Linked DNA regions of Urocitellus parryii: region 2 is linked to region 1. The links are chromatin contacts, called in public Hi-C maps. All regions are on one chromosome and are shown on one strand. The core of a region is the stretch at or near the end of the contact, and the rest is flanking DNA. Distances in the headings are between cores, read along the strand shown. Region 1 holds the start of Ppcdc (phosphopantothenoylcysteine decarboxylase). Region 2 holds the start of C6H15orf39 (chromosome 6 C15orf39 homolog).

Region 1 (6,170 bases), core at 3,041-5,540:
GCTGCCAAGAGTGTAGAGGAGGCTGGGGGTGAAAAGATGGAGAGTGAAAGGAACTACTGCAGCAGACCAGGCTGACTGGTCCAAGGGAGTAGTAGTAAGAGATGGAGTCCAAAGATGCTTGTGAGGCAGAACCCTAGGCAACCGGGGGACTGGGTACTCCCAGGAGTTGAGAGATTTTGGCCTTTATGGCTCTGACTCTGTAGATCAGCCTGAGCACCAACCTACCAAGGAGAAGCAGATGTACGCCACGCCATGGGACCAGCTAGCTGATTTCCTCCTTTGACTCTCAGATGTTGCTAGAAGTAAGTGCTCCTGGGCAGGCGAGGGAGGTATCAGGTTTGGGGCATTGACCCTGGATCCTCCTTTCTTGGCCTCCTAAATAGCTGGGATTAAAAGGGTGGGCTATCACACACAGCTGAGTGTTCATAAGAGAGCTGAGGGACATACCAAAACCTATATTCTGGCAAGCTGGGCCAGCAAACCACACTCCATCAGCAACAATCACTGAGGACTGAGTTCAACTCTGGGCAAAGGACCTCTAGAAAATACAGCTGCTACCATCAGGGAATCTATAAGTAAGGTTAAGACAGGGACCACACCCAGAATTACTTGAAACAGGTCCTTCTCTACCATGTACCTTTTTGGTCATCACTGACTCAATATGTATAAGTTTTTTGCCTCTACCTCCAACAGCAAGTTCCCTGCAGTGTGATCATGTTTAACCATCCAGTGTTTTAGTCAGCTTTTTTCATTGCTGTGACCAAAAGACTTGACAAGAACAACTTTAGAGGAGGAAAAGTTTATTTGGGGCTCATGGTTTCAGAGATCTCAGTTCACAGATGGACAAATCCAATCCTCAGGGCCTGAGGGGAGACAGAATATCATGGTGCAAATGTGTGGTGGAGGAAAGCAGCTTGGAACAGGGCACCAGGAAGCATGAAGAGCTCCCCTCACCACAGACAAGGGCACGCCCCCATAGACCTAGTTTCTCCAGCCATGCCCTACCTGCCTACAGTTACCACCCAGTTAATCCCTATCAGAGGATTAATGAACTTATTAGGTCAAGGCTCCCATAACCTGATTTCACCTCTAAGCTTTCTCACATTGTCTCACACATGAATTTTGGGGGGATACTTCATATCTAAACCATAACACCCAGTCACTAGCCTACTACCAGGCAGTCCTGAATGTCTGCTGAATGATTGATAAATTGCATGCTGGGGCTGGAGAAGTAGCACACTGGCAGATCACTTGCCTAGCATGCTGGGAATGCTGGGTTCAATTCCCAGTATAATGGGGAGGAGCCTGTACCCTCTAGACACTGTGGCCTGTGAATCAGAAGCCCTGGATCCTGCTCATAGTTATACTTCTGACTTGATATGCAACCTAAGTCTCCTTCATGTGCCAAATGCAGTTAGGATGGGTTTCTCTCTCAAGTTTCCTCCAGTAGAAGCTGAGTCAATACATAAAAGACAGTGGTAAGGGCTCTTTGTACAAGGGAGGTCTTAAGAAGATGCTCAAAAAGGGCAGAATCAGCAGCATGAGGGAAACCCAACTGACCCAGAGGAAGAACTGGTGAACAGCTGTGTTTCTACTGGCTACCTTCATGGCTCCATGGGGTCCTCTCTGCCCAATATTTGCCTTTAACTCTTAGTATATATCCATGTGAGCAGATGATTTTTGGCTCCAGTATCCCACTTCTACATGGAAGGGTCTCCAAGGATTCAGACCCTTCTCAGTAGGGGTTAAGCATAGGCTGGTTTCCTAGAGCAAGACCCCCCAGGGTTCCATTTGCCAGCAATTTCAATTTCTGTTTCAGGCCTAGCCAGGGTCATGCTGGCTCAGAGTTGAAGAATTGAGTTCATCTGGGAACTAAAAAGCCCTATTAGCAACTAGCAAGGTCCACAGGGTCTCTAAGCCAGTTTCTTGTCAGAGTACATTGGTGGGTAACAGAAGCACATTCTTGGTTCTTTGGGGAAACCTACCTGCCAGATCTCAAACCCCCACCCTGTTCCACCCTAGCCTATCCTATTAGGACAGGGAGATTCCTGCAAAACCAGAAGTTCAATTACATCTCTGCAGCCCCTGAACCTCCTCTATAAACAAACTGAAAAATTCCTACGAAACAGGCTACAGTAAGCAATCAATTGAAGATGGGCACAGTGGCACATATCTATAAACCCAGTAACTCAGGAGGCTGAGACAGAAGGATCACAGTTTCAGACCAGCTTCAGCAACTTAGTGAGGCCCTGTCTCAAAATAAAAAATATATATATATAAAATAAAAAAAGGGGCTGGGGATATAGCTCAATGGTAAAGTGCCCCTGGGTAACAATCCTCAGTATGGGGCAGGGGCCAGTTGGCAAACAGGTGGGTTATAGTGCTAAAGGCCATGATTACTGGGCCTCAAGGTCCCAGGGCACCAGCCATAGAGGTAACCCACATCCAGAAAAATGGGAGCTTCTATTCCTCCTATCCCCCACCTGCCCCACTTTCTTTTTTTGGCTCTGGGGATTAAAGCTAGGGATGTTTTTACTGCTGAGCTACATCCCTAGCCCTTTTAAAAAATCTGAGACAGGGTCTTGCTAATTGCTAAATTGAGGCTGGTCTCAAACCTGCAATCCTCCAGCCACAGCCTCCTGAGTTGTTGGGATTACAGGTATGCACCACTGTACCTGGCTTTTCTCTTTTAGATAGATTATCAGAAAGAGCAAGGAGCCTCAGCATGCAATGGCTAAGTCTTCCTCTCTGAGCAGTTTAAATAAAGGGCAAAATGGAAAGATTTCAGGGATATTTGCCAGTAACAACATGGTCAAGAGTAGAACCAGAATAGAACTAGGGCTAAAAAAGGAAGCAAGGTAAGCAAGACCAGACAGGGTATAAGCTGAGCCCAATTCAGGAAAGATGAGGGACTGGAACCTAAGACAAAACAGGCCCAAAGGAAGATGGATAAGCAGGGCTCCTGAAAGGGCTGGGGATGCAGCTCAGTATAAAGACATGTGTAAAGCCCTAAGTTCTTTCTTGGCATATTAAAAACAAAAACCCGAATCCTTTAGCCTGCCATCAAAGCCCCTCACTATTGACCTAGGCTGACCTTCTACCAATCAATACACTCTATCATCTACCCCAGCAACAACAAATAACTTGTAGCTTCTCAAAGTGTCACTCTGCACCAAAACCCAAAGAAAAATTAAAACTCTTCTCTAAGCCTAGGTAAGACAAGGAACTCTGCTGGAAACACTCAAAGCCTTGGTATTTCTAATAGAGTACTTTTCTCTCAAAAGAGAGATAGGCATGCTTGACTCTGCTGATCCTGAAATTTCCTGTGGGCACCTGTCCAGGAAGCCACATGTTGTAGAGAGAGATCCCACACACACTCCAGCTATTAGATTGTAGTGACTGACTATTGCTACCTCCAAGCCGCCAAGGCAGATGTAGAAAAGCCCTGCTCCAGGACACCCACCATTGGCCTAACTTGGGAAGCTCTCCTCTTATTGTCTAACAGTTTCCAAATATTTCAAAGGACAGCAGGCAGTTCTCTTCTGACAAAATTCGCCCTCGCTCAATTTTACATGCTATTCAGCATTTTCAGGAGGTTCCTACAGATAAATCCAACACTCTAGAGCTTTCATTTTTCAATTTCACTACCTTTTAAAATACTGTCCGACTGGGCGCGGTGGTGCCTGTAATCCCAGTGATGCTCCTAACAGAAGCTCGAAAGTTCGAGGCCCCTCTCAGCAATTTAGTTCTGTCAAAGCGCTTCTAGATTCAATCCCAAATACCAATTTTTTTTTTTTTTTTTTTTTTTAGTTAATTAAAATACGGTTTGCCCTTTGGAAAGCCCTTGCTCCTTTCTTAAAGCAGACTCATACGGCTTTTGTTTTTTTAAAGGTGAGAGTTAAATGTGAGAAATTATAAAGCCTCCTTCTACTGAATTAAACAGCGCAGAACAAAAAAATCTCAAGAGTAACGCAAGTCAAAATGAGCGGACACACATGTGGATATATATCCCCCACTCTAGGTTCAGGGGTCCCTATTGCTTCTGCGGGCCCCCAAGAGTACCGGTAGGTGAGGTCTCACAGGCTGTACGGGCTGTCTATACGTCCACACGCGGAAATATCCCCCCACCGCTCCACCCCGACGTACACACAGCGGCAAGCAGTTTCTCCCGCCTCCCCATGAAGCACGCCAAGACCCAGCTTCCCAGCCCCTGCTCACCCGCGCCAGACACCGGGCGCATCTCGTAGGCAGTCACCAAATACCGCGATATCTTGGCTGCCCTTCCCACAGATCCTGAACGGTACGCAGCCTCACGAGCGCACAGAGATTGCGCAACCTTCTGGGAGTTGTAGTCTACGCTAAAAATTGTAGTCCACTCCTCTGCCTTCTGGGAGTTGTAGTCCACTGAGGGAATAGGACACTCACAGACTCCAAGCTCTTCACTTCTGGAGCTGAGGACTTGCCTAATTGTAGGACTTCCTCACCTTTATCCTACACTCACACACACAATTCAGAACTTAGGCACTTAATATTGAATAGTACCATACCCCTACTGTTTAAGGTGCACAGAATACAGAGATGAATAAGATGTGGCTCTGCTCTTGAGACAAACAGGAACACAATTACAGGATAAGTTTCTCCATGAGGAAACTGAGGGACCTAAGCAACATTCCAGGTAGGAAAGCCCTCTCTACCAAGGAGTCAGTCACTTGAGATGAATCTGGAAGGATGACCAGGATAGATGACCAGAAAGGCATTCCAAGAGGAGGGCAAAGGGAAAACAGCAGGAGAAAGCATGTTGGATGCATTTCCCTACCTTATTCATTTTCCTGCATTCAGGACCTTTGTGTTTATTGAGGCTGCTCAACCAGATACAGGTATCCCAAGGTGACAGCTGAGGGACCACCATGCTCTACTCTTTCCCTTGTCCACAGTGAACCATGTGGACCAAACCACCCCTCACCCACTGATCCATCCTATTTCTACTTCCTTCTCAGGAATTCACAGCTTTCTCCTCCTAACAAGCAGAAGGCCTATGTGGCAACTTCAAGACCTACTCAAAGCTGCCTCAGAGGAAGAACCACACGAAAGTGCATGGCTTGGGCTGGGAATATAGCTCATTTGGTAGAGTGCTTGCCTCACATGTACAAAACCCTGGGTTCAATCTCCAGCACAAAAAAAAAAAAAAAAAAAAAACATGCTCCGCTTTTGGTGCTAAGGAATAACTCCACAGATCACCCAACTCACCCATCTCACCTTCACACCTCTGCCCTATGGCCCAAGGTAAGGCTCCATGTAGGCCAACATGAAGACACATGACACAATAGACAGGGTCAAATGTTCCCCTTTATTTTTATTCACTCAGTTACCACAGATAGACACATTGGCTCAGGCAGATCAACTGCCAGCTAGGGAATGGTTTATGCCTCCCAGAAACAAGGAGGGGCAGTGGGCACCAGGAAAATGCAAAAACAGATCACTGGCTGGCCACAGACCTGAGGATCCCCATAACTGGGCCCTCCTTGACCCACCTCCAAGCCAGACCATCCAGCAGAGAGGGTTCTGTGTCCAACCCCCACTTCTCATCCTGGTTCCCTCCACAGGAAAGTGCATAGTTGCCTAGAAATACAGCCTCCCAGAGACTGAATAAGCTGGGCCAGACGTAGGTAATAGGGTTTCCAAGGACAATGCCAGGCACAGCCATACAGGTCTGAGCCAGTTCAGAGGAAAGGCAGGTAGGACAGGAAATTGATTGAAGGTGGCATCCAACAGGCCATGGATGCCAGGCTAGCAACTGGACCACAGTCTTCCTGGAACTACCAGAGGGTTAAGGGAAAGGGAATCAGAGGACTGGGATCAAGGGGAAGGAAGGGTCTCTTCAGATACCAGGGGCTGTGACAACTGCTCTCCGGAAGGAAAATGATAAGAGAACCAATTATATTTTGTGATCCAAGCCTAAGGGACCATTAGAAAAGAACTTTATGAAGTAGTGGTAGGTCAATGCTCAGAGTGGCCTGCAAAGTGAGGTGTTGAGTTTCAAGGAGGAGCCAGCCTAGAGTGGTCAAGTGGGGTCTGGTTTTCCAATTCATCTAGCCCAGGTGGGCTTCCACTGGAAGAAGAGAGGGTAGGAAATAGGGAGCTGCTCCTTGGGTGAGAACCCAATTCCATCC
Region 2 (6,837 bases), core at 4,268-6,767, 160 kb before region 1:
GGCTAGGCAGGGCCAGGTTGAAGCATGCCACTGGCAAGGGCTGAGTGAGAATCTGCAGTCCCATGGGTACAGATGATGGGGTGAGTGCAGGCTGTACAGGGGCAGGAGCTGAGGTGGGTGTGGCCGGGTCTGCAGCTGCAGGTAAGGGTGATGGACGGAGAATCTTGAATTTTCGGAACATGAAGGCCACAGAGCTGTGAAAGTTGGTCCTTGGTGTGGCCTCTTCGGCCACTGGCAACCCAGGTGCTTCTGAGACCATCTTTTTCAGCCCTGAAAGACCTGAACCTATGTTCCCTGCATCTGGCGTGTCCACGGTTGCAGTGGGCTTGGTTTGCACTGTAGGATCAGGGACTTGAATGGGAGCAGCCTCTGCTGTGGGCTTCTTCACACTCAAGTCCAAGGCCACCTCCTCCCGAAGTGAGCAGCAAGGCTCTGAGGATCCCTCCTGGGTAGTTAAAGTCCCCCTGCAGTCTTTGTCTTGGCTTTCACTGGTAGCTGGGGCTGAATCTGGCTCAGCTGTGGTCTCTGGCGTCTGCACATCGAGATAGTCACGGTAGGGGGCCAGGCTGAAGACATTGTCGATAACAGGCATTGGTGGAGAGCCAGGCGGTCTAGCACCCTCCTTCTGTGGGAGAGACTGGTGCTCTTGGGCACAGGGGTGCAATGCTGGTGAGGTGCGGGGCACTGGACTATCTCGGATGACAATGGGAGCTCCAGAGTGTTCGCTGAGCGGGGTCTGGAGCTGCTCTTTTCTGCAGCTGGGCAGCCATGTCTTTTCTTCGGTTTCCTGTGCTGGCTTTTCAGCAGGCCTCGTAGGCTCAGAGCATGGCTGACTGGGTGGCAAAGGCTGGCACGCCTGCTGGAAGGCACTGGGCTGTGGCACAGACTGCACACTGTTCTGGGAAGGTGGTGTCCCTCCAAGCCCAGGGGATGCCCCATAGAGAGACAGGTCATCCCGGACATAAGGAAACCCCAGAGTCTGCGGGGCAAAGTCCAGTGGGCACCGTGGAGCAAGAGGAGGCTCCAGCTTGAGGCCTGGTGAGGGTGCTGGGAGTGGGGCAGAGGGGTAGGAATAAGTGTCCAGTCCCACTGGCGGTATGTACGGAGTCTGGGCTGCCTGCTGCCTCAGGTAGGGGCTGCCCAGCCCACCAACCTGGTATCCAGTCCCCTTATGGACTCCCAGAGGCTGCAGTGGGATCACAGAGCTGTAGCTGCCCTGCTTCTCCGGGTGACGACAAGGTGGGGGGCAAGGCAGGGCCTGTGGAGGGGGAGGGAGTGGGTAGTGGGTAGGCAATGCCTCCTGGCACGGTGGCCCCAGGGGCTGAGCCAGCTGTGTCCAAGGACTCGAAGGCCCCTCTACTATTGCTTGTTTGGAGTCCCCAGAGTAAGGACCTGTGTACTTAGAGGCCAGAAAGCCTGTGCTGTGGATGGTCCGATACTTTTCCAGGAATGCCTGGCATGAGGAGAAACTCACTGAGGGGTCTTTGCCAGATCCCCCAGCTGGCACTCCATGTAAAAAGGTGCTGTCCAGGGCCTGGCCCTTCCCAGGAGCTGGGCCCAGAGAACAGGGTGGGTCAGCAGAGGACAACAGGGGCCCAGTCACCAGGGTCCAGTCAACATCCAGTGGCCTCTTAGCTGGCCCCTCCCCCAGGCAAGTCGAGAGCCCATAACACAGGGGGCTGCGGTAGACGGGTTTGGGTGCTGCCAGTGGTGGGCCCGGGTATGTGTGAGACTGGGGGTTGAACGGCAGGAGCTCAACAGGGCTGGAGTCCTGCATCTTCTCAGAACCTTCCGCTGGTGGGCGGTACAGCAGGCAGTTGGTAAACAGGCTGTCTGGCCGAAGTGGCGGTCCTGCTACGCTTGTGGAGTACAAGGGTGAGTATGGGGTCCAGGATGCCAACCGTTCAGATCCTGCCTTGGAAGTACCCCCCATGGGACAGGAGAAGTAAGCGCCCTTGTAGTTGCAGGGGTCCTGGTTACCAGCAGAGGGGGGCAGGCTATGTCCAGGCCCTGAGTCTGCTTCCAGGCGGGGCAGTTTGCCATATATCACAGGCCCCAGAGTCCCCAGTGGGCGCTTCTCCGCCATCACTGTGAAGGCGTCAAGCCCTCCAGGGCCGCTGCTACTGAACAGCTGACCTGGGAGAAAGAGGGAAGGAAGCAAGGCAGTTAGAAGTGCAGGTTGCCAGTCAGCAGTATAGAGGCCATGCTCCCTGGCTCACTGCCACCCAAGAGCCTGACACTCAACAGACACTCAGTTAAGACTGAATGCATGAATCATAAATGCAGACGTCTCTATTTTTTTTTTTAAGCTACAAAATCCTTTGTTGAACAAATTCTTGTCCAATCTCCCTGCACATAACCCTCGCCCCAATCCAGGAGTCCTTTCTGTTCAGATTTCTTCCAAGTGACTCCCAAGACCCCTTCCTTGGGGTTCCAGATTTTAGGGCAGTTTTGAGGATCACTTGCCTTGGCTTATACCCACCAAAATAGATGGAGACCCATCCATCCCAAAGTCACTGATGAAGGAGATGGAACAAGTAGCAAAGCTCCTGCCTGTCATTCCCACTATTCCAAGATACCACAGTGATCTCAAAAGACACCCCTGTATGGAAGACATGGGATCTGGGCATTGTTTTCAAATTTTGTTTCTTGTGACACTCCATTGATCTTCTAGCCTTACCCAAAACAGCAGATCCAGGTCTCAAACCCAAGTCCCTAGGGCCACAGCCAATGCTGTTACTAGGCTTGGGGTCTGGAAGGCAGTCCCCCAGAAGAGGTGGCTGGGGTGCCTACATCTATACAAGCCACTCCCCCTCAGTGAAAGTCAAGGCTGTCCACCAGATGGTGCTGTGGTGCCAGCGGGAAGATCCCAGCAGAGGGGAAAAGGCCCGTGTCCACGCCCAGCCCTCAGGCTGTGGGTTGCTACTCCAAGGCATATGGGGTCATGTGGGGTGTGTGGGTGTGAGTATGTGTGTGTCTCTCTCTCTCTCTTTCATCCCCTCTCCAGGAAGAGAGGTCCCAAGGGCCTAGAGTGGTAGCTGGCAACTACTTCCACTGTACTTTACTGATAGAAAAAATAAGTGCTAGAGAAAGACCGAGGCCCTGAAGCAAGGCCAAGCAAGGATGGGAACCCAGACCCTGAGAGGTCAAGGGTAGAGAATCCTCAGCGCAGCAGGCATTTAATGACTCATGAAGGTCTCCATCTGAGACCTGTCTGCTGCACACTGACCAGCCTCTATCTCCCGCAGTAAGCACCCCATTCCCTGAAACCCTCAATAGGTTAGAAAGGATGAATCAGGTCTATCTTGCTATGATTAGACCACCAGCTAAGTGTCCCAGGTTTCTGTCACCAGCAAGCAAAGACCAGTCCTCTCTTCTCTTATGGCAGGGGTCCAATGTCAGCCAGCCAGAAGCTCAGTGTTAGACTAGGAAGGGGTCAAGAAAAGACAAGGCAATGCCCACTCCACTCCTAGCTTCCTACAACAAAGAAGCCAGGCGGGCCTCTCAGAAAGAGTTGATTCATTGGGCCAGAATCCAACCCCCCAGGGAGTTTAGAGAAGCTGGAAGAGGATATCAGAACTCAGGCCACAGAACCACTAATGGTATCCTATGTCAAGGACCTGTATCCTAGGGGAAAAGTCCCCATCAACTCCACAGAAATGATGCAAGAAGAGGTTGTACGTTTGGGGGGTGCTGAGCTCCCCCTCTGCCCTTGGGGAACTCTGATTAATTAGATGCTGGCTCTGGTCTCACCTCCCCCACATACTCCTTGGAGCCTGCTCTATATCCACCCTCAGCCACTGGGGTCTTTTTCTCCTGGGCTCAGTCCAACCCATGCCCTTTGCCCTGGAGACTTTCTGAGACCCCTCTGGACCCAGTCAATAGACACAAGGCCATCTGGGACCTTCAGAGTCTTGTGGGAGGAGAGGAGGCTCCAAGGAGCCAGCAGAGAACTCTAATAAGAGGCATAGAGGTGGCCTTATCTCCTGCCAGCAGATGGAGGACCCAATGTACACTCCCTCTAAGAAAGGGCCTTCCCTTTCAGACAAAATGTATGTCTCCTTCCTTGACATACAAAATGAGGTCACAAGCAGACATTTAGAGAGGGCTGGCCCCCAGGGAACAGGGTCCCATTACTCTTGGTGGGGGAGGGAAGTTCTATTGGTCCTTCGAGCTGAGCTTCAACCTCAGCCAGGACCCCAAGCAGGATCCTGAAGAGTCTGCCACCCCTGTACTCCCAGTCCTCTAAAGTTCTGTGACCCCATTCCCACTTCCACCTCCTAAGGGCCTCAAGATGAAATAGGTGATTCCAGCCCAGTTGAAGGCAGCATCTGGACTCTTGGGAGGGCTGAACCACCCCACATGTATTCTCACACCTCCCACCTACCTCAGCTGAGGCTCTGGGCTCTCCAGACACTACAACCCAACCTGGGGCAGCCCACAGTATCCAGCATGGGTGGAAGGGAAGCAAAATCGGATCTATTCTCCTTCCCCACTACGGGTCCCGCCCATAATCTTGGTGCCTGGGGCCCACAGTCGACTTCGCTTTGGGGCTCTGCTGCCCCAACCGACCCCACGGCCTTCCGGGTCTTCAAAAGCCCCTCCCGGCTGCGCTGGGGCACACGTGCACCCCAGCAGGCTGACACACTGGCCGCCGCCACGCATGCAAAGCCGTGCCTGCACGTACGTGCATGGCCCACATCTGCACACATGCCCCTCTATAACTAAGCTCTCCCCTCGTTCGGGCACCGGACACACGTGAGCACGCCGGCAGGCTGGCGCACAGAGCCCCAAGGACCGACGGCCACAGACTGGCGGGAGGTCCCAGGGTAAGGGGCTGTCGGGACGCACAGTCCGGGCAGTCACCGCCTCGGGGCCATCCTGCCAGCCTGGGCTGCGGCCAGATGGTGAGTCAAGCGGTGGCGAGGAAACCGCAGGGCCGCCCCATCCCAGCAGGGCGCGTCCAGGGCCCCGCGGCGTCTCGGCGTCCTCCGCCCCCTGGCCCTAGCCGCCCCCACCGCCCCCTCAAACTCGCCCGGGCAATCCACGTGAGCCGGGCCCCGCGGGAGGCCCGAGCGCTGGCCTGAGCTCTCTCTCGCCAGCCCGGTGCCGGGGTCCCGCCGGAGCCCCAGAGCGCTACCAGGCCTCGGGAGCCTCGAAGTCCGAGGAAAGTGGGGGCAGTGGCACAAGCCTAGCCCGAGAGCCCTCCCGCCGGAAGCCGCAGCACCTTGGCCCCGGCCACGCGCGCACCATCCCCGGGCCGACCGGTAGGGGCGCCCTGGGGCAAGGCCACCCACCCCCTCTCCACGCGCCGCCCGCAAACTCGGCCCAAGTTTCGGCGCCCGCCGAGCGGGCGAGCTCTACCTGCAGGACGCCGGGCTTCCCGCTGCCGCTGCCTGAGGTTGCAGCCGCATCCTCCAGGACCGCCTACGCAGCAGGTCCTTGTCCCGCCCGGCCCTGCGCGGGAAGTCACTGAGCCAAGCCCAGAGCCACCCTCCGCGCTGCCGTTCGCGCCGCCGCCGGGCGCCGTCTGCGGTCCCGGGCGGGGCGGACTGGGGGCGGAGCGGGGGCGGGGCGGCCCGCGGGGTGGGGGCAGAGCCCGGCCGCGCCTCTGGGAGCTCGAGCTCCCTAGGGCCCACGAGAGGGCTTGCGGGGGGCCAACTCTCTGGCGACTCGCCGCGGGCGCTATGCACAGTCTGTACCTGCAGCGCTCCGCGAACCACATTGCCTGGCGGGCCGGTCACCTGCGCTGGTTTAGTCATTCCGTTGGATCATTCATTCGTTGGCCCTTCTTTCCTTCCGCTCTTCCTTCGCACTGGGGATTGAATCCGGGGAGCTCTACATCCCCAACCTTTTTATTTTTAATTTTGAGATAGAGTCTCGAAAAGTTGTCAAGACTGACTCAGTCTCCTACAGACAGGCATCACCGCGCCTGGCCATTCATTGCCACTTTCTAGCTATGTGACCTTGCGCCTGCCAGTTGACCTCATTGAGCTTCAGTTTCCTCATGTGTAAATCTGGAATTCTGTCTGCCTCTTAGTGGTCTCGTAGTGGTTGTGTTGTCAAGCTTGGAAGAGACTGTCTTAAACTATCTGGCACACAGTAGGCGCCTTGACTCCCTTGACGTACTAGTTATATTAAAGTCGGGAGGAGAAGGCCTCAACAGAGCAAATTCCAGACATGTATTTTGACCCTGTTATGGTACCGGAGCTGTCTGAGGAAAGCGTCCCACTTCTGGGGTGGGCCAGGAAGGAGGGTGCTGTAGGTTGAGGGATTGCTAAGAGGCCTGGTAGATATCTCTGAATCTTTCTGGCAAGTGTCCCTCAGAACTGGCCTGAACATGTGTAACCTGGGGGGCCTGATGGAGGTGGAGCATCTTGGGCTGGGAATGGTGCATTGGAAAGAGGGGCTGGAGAGGTGAAAGGGCTGCCGCTGCCCTGGCTCTGGGCCATCTGATTGTTAGCTGAGGCTCCTTCTGTACTGCTCCTTTCTTGAAAGAATCTGGTCCTTGTAGTTCCTTAGCTGCCCAAGGACTGGAGACAGATGTGTGCAGTGAGAGAAGAGGATAGGTGGACATGCCAAAGGGCAGAACAAGTTCAGGGGCAAAACCACCTAGGCTTCTTCCTCCAAATCAAAAGTCAGGGCGGCTTGAGTCACAGAAGAGGCAGGCCTGAGGCCACAGGTGCCAAGAATCAGGAAGCTGCTGGAGGGACTGGGCTCCAGGTAGGATTAGGAAGAGGATGTGAGGTCATCTGGGGAAAGGGGAAAGGTGTCATTTAGTTTAGAGCTTGAAGGACCTTAGAAATAGAGTCTGGAAAGATCTGGGGAGGAGAGACC

Evidence for each region. Hi-C and Micro-C count contacts between places; a contact is called where the count stands out from the background.
Region 2: a contact with region 1 is called in a Hi-C map of liver, with 6 times the contacts expected there. The contact joins the promoter of C6H15orf39 here to the promoter of Ppcdc in region 1. A contact is called at or near these places in 2 of 2 Hi-C or Micro-C datasets (liver and muscle).

What each region holds. Positions count from the first base shown.
Region 1 is chr6:118,075,561-118,081,730 of mUroPar1.hap1, reverse strand. Ppcdc (phosphopantothenoylcysteine decarboxylase) reads right to left here and starts at 4,290. Exons shown (of 5, transcript XM_026387841.2): 1 at 4,219-4,290.
Region 2 is chr6:118,238,864-118,245,700 of mUroPar1.hap1, reverse strand. C6H15orf39 (chromosome 6 C15orf39 homolog) reads right to left here and starts at 5,517. Exons shown (of 3, transcript XM_026387842.2): 1 at 5,365-5,517; 2 at 1-2,136. The coding sequence starts at 2,086.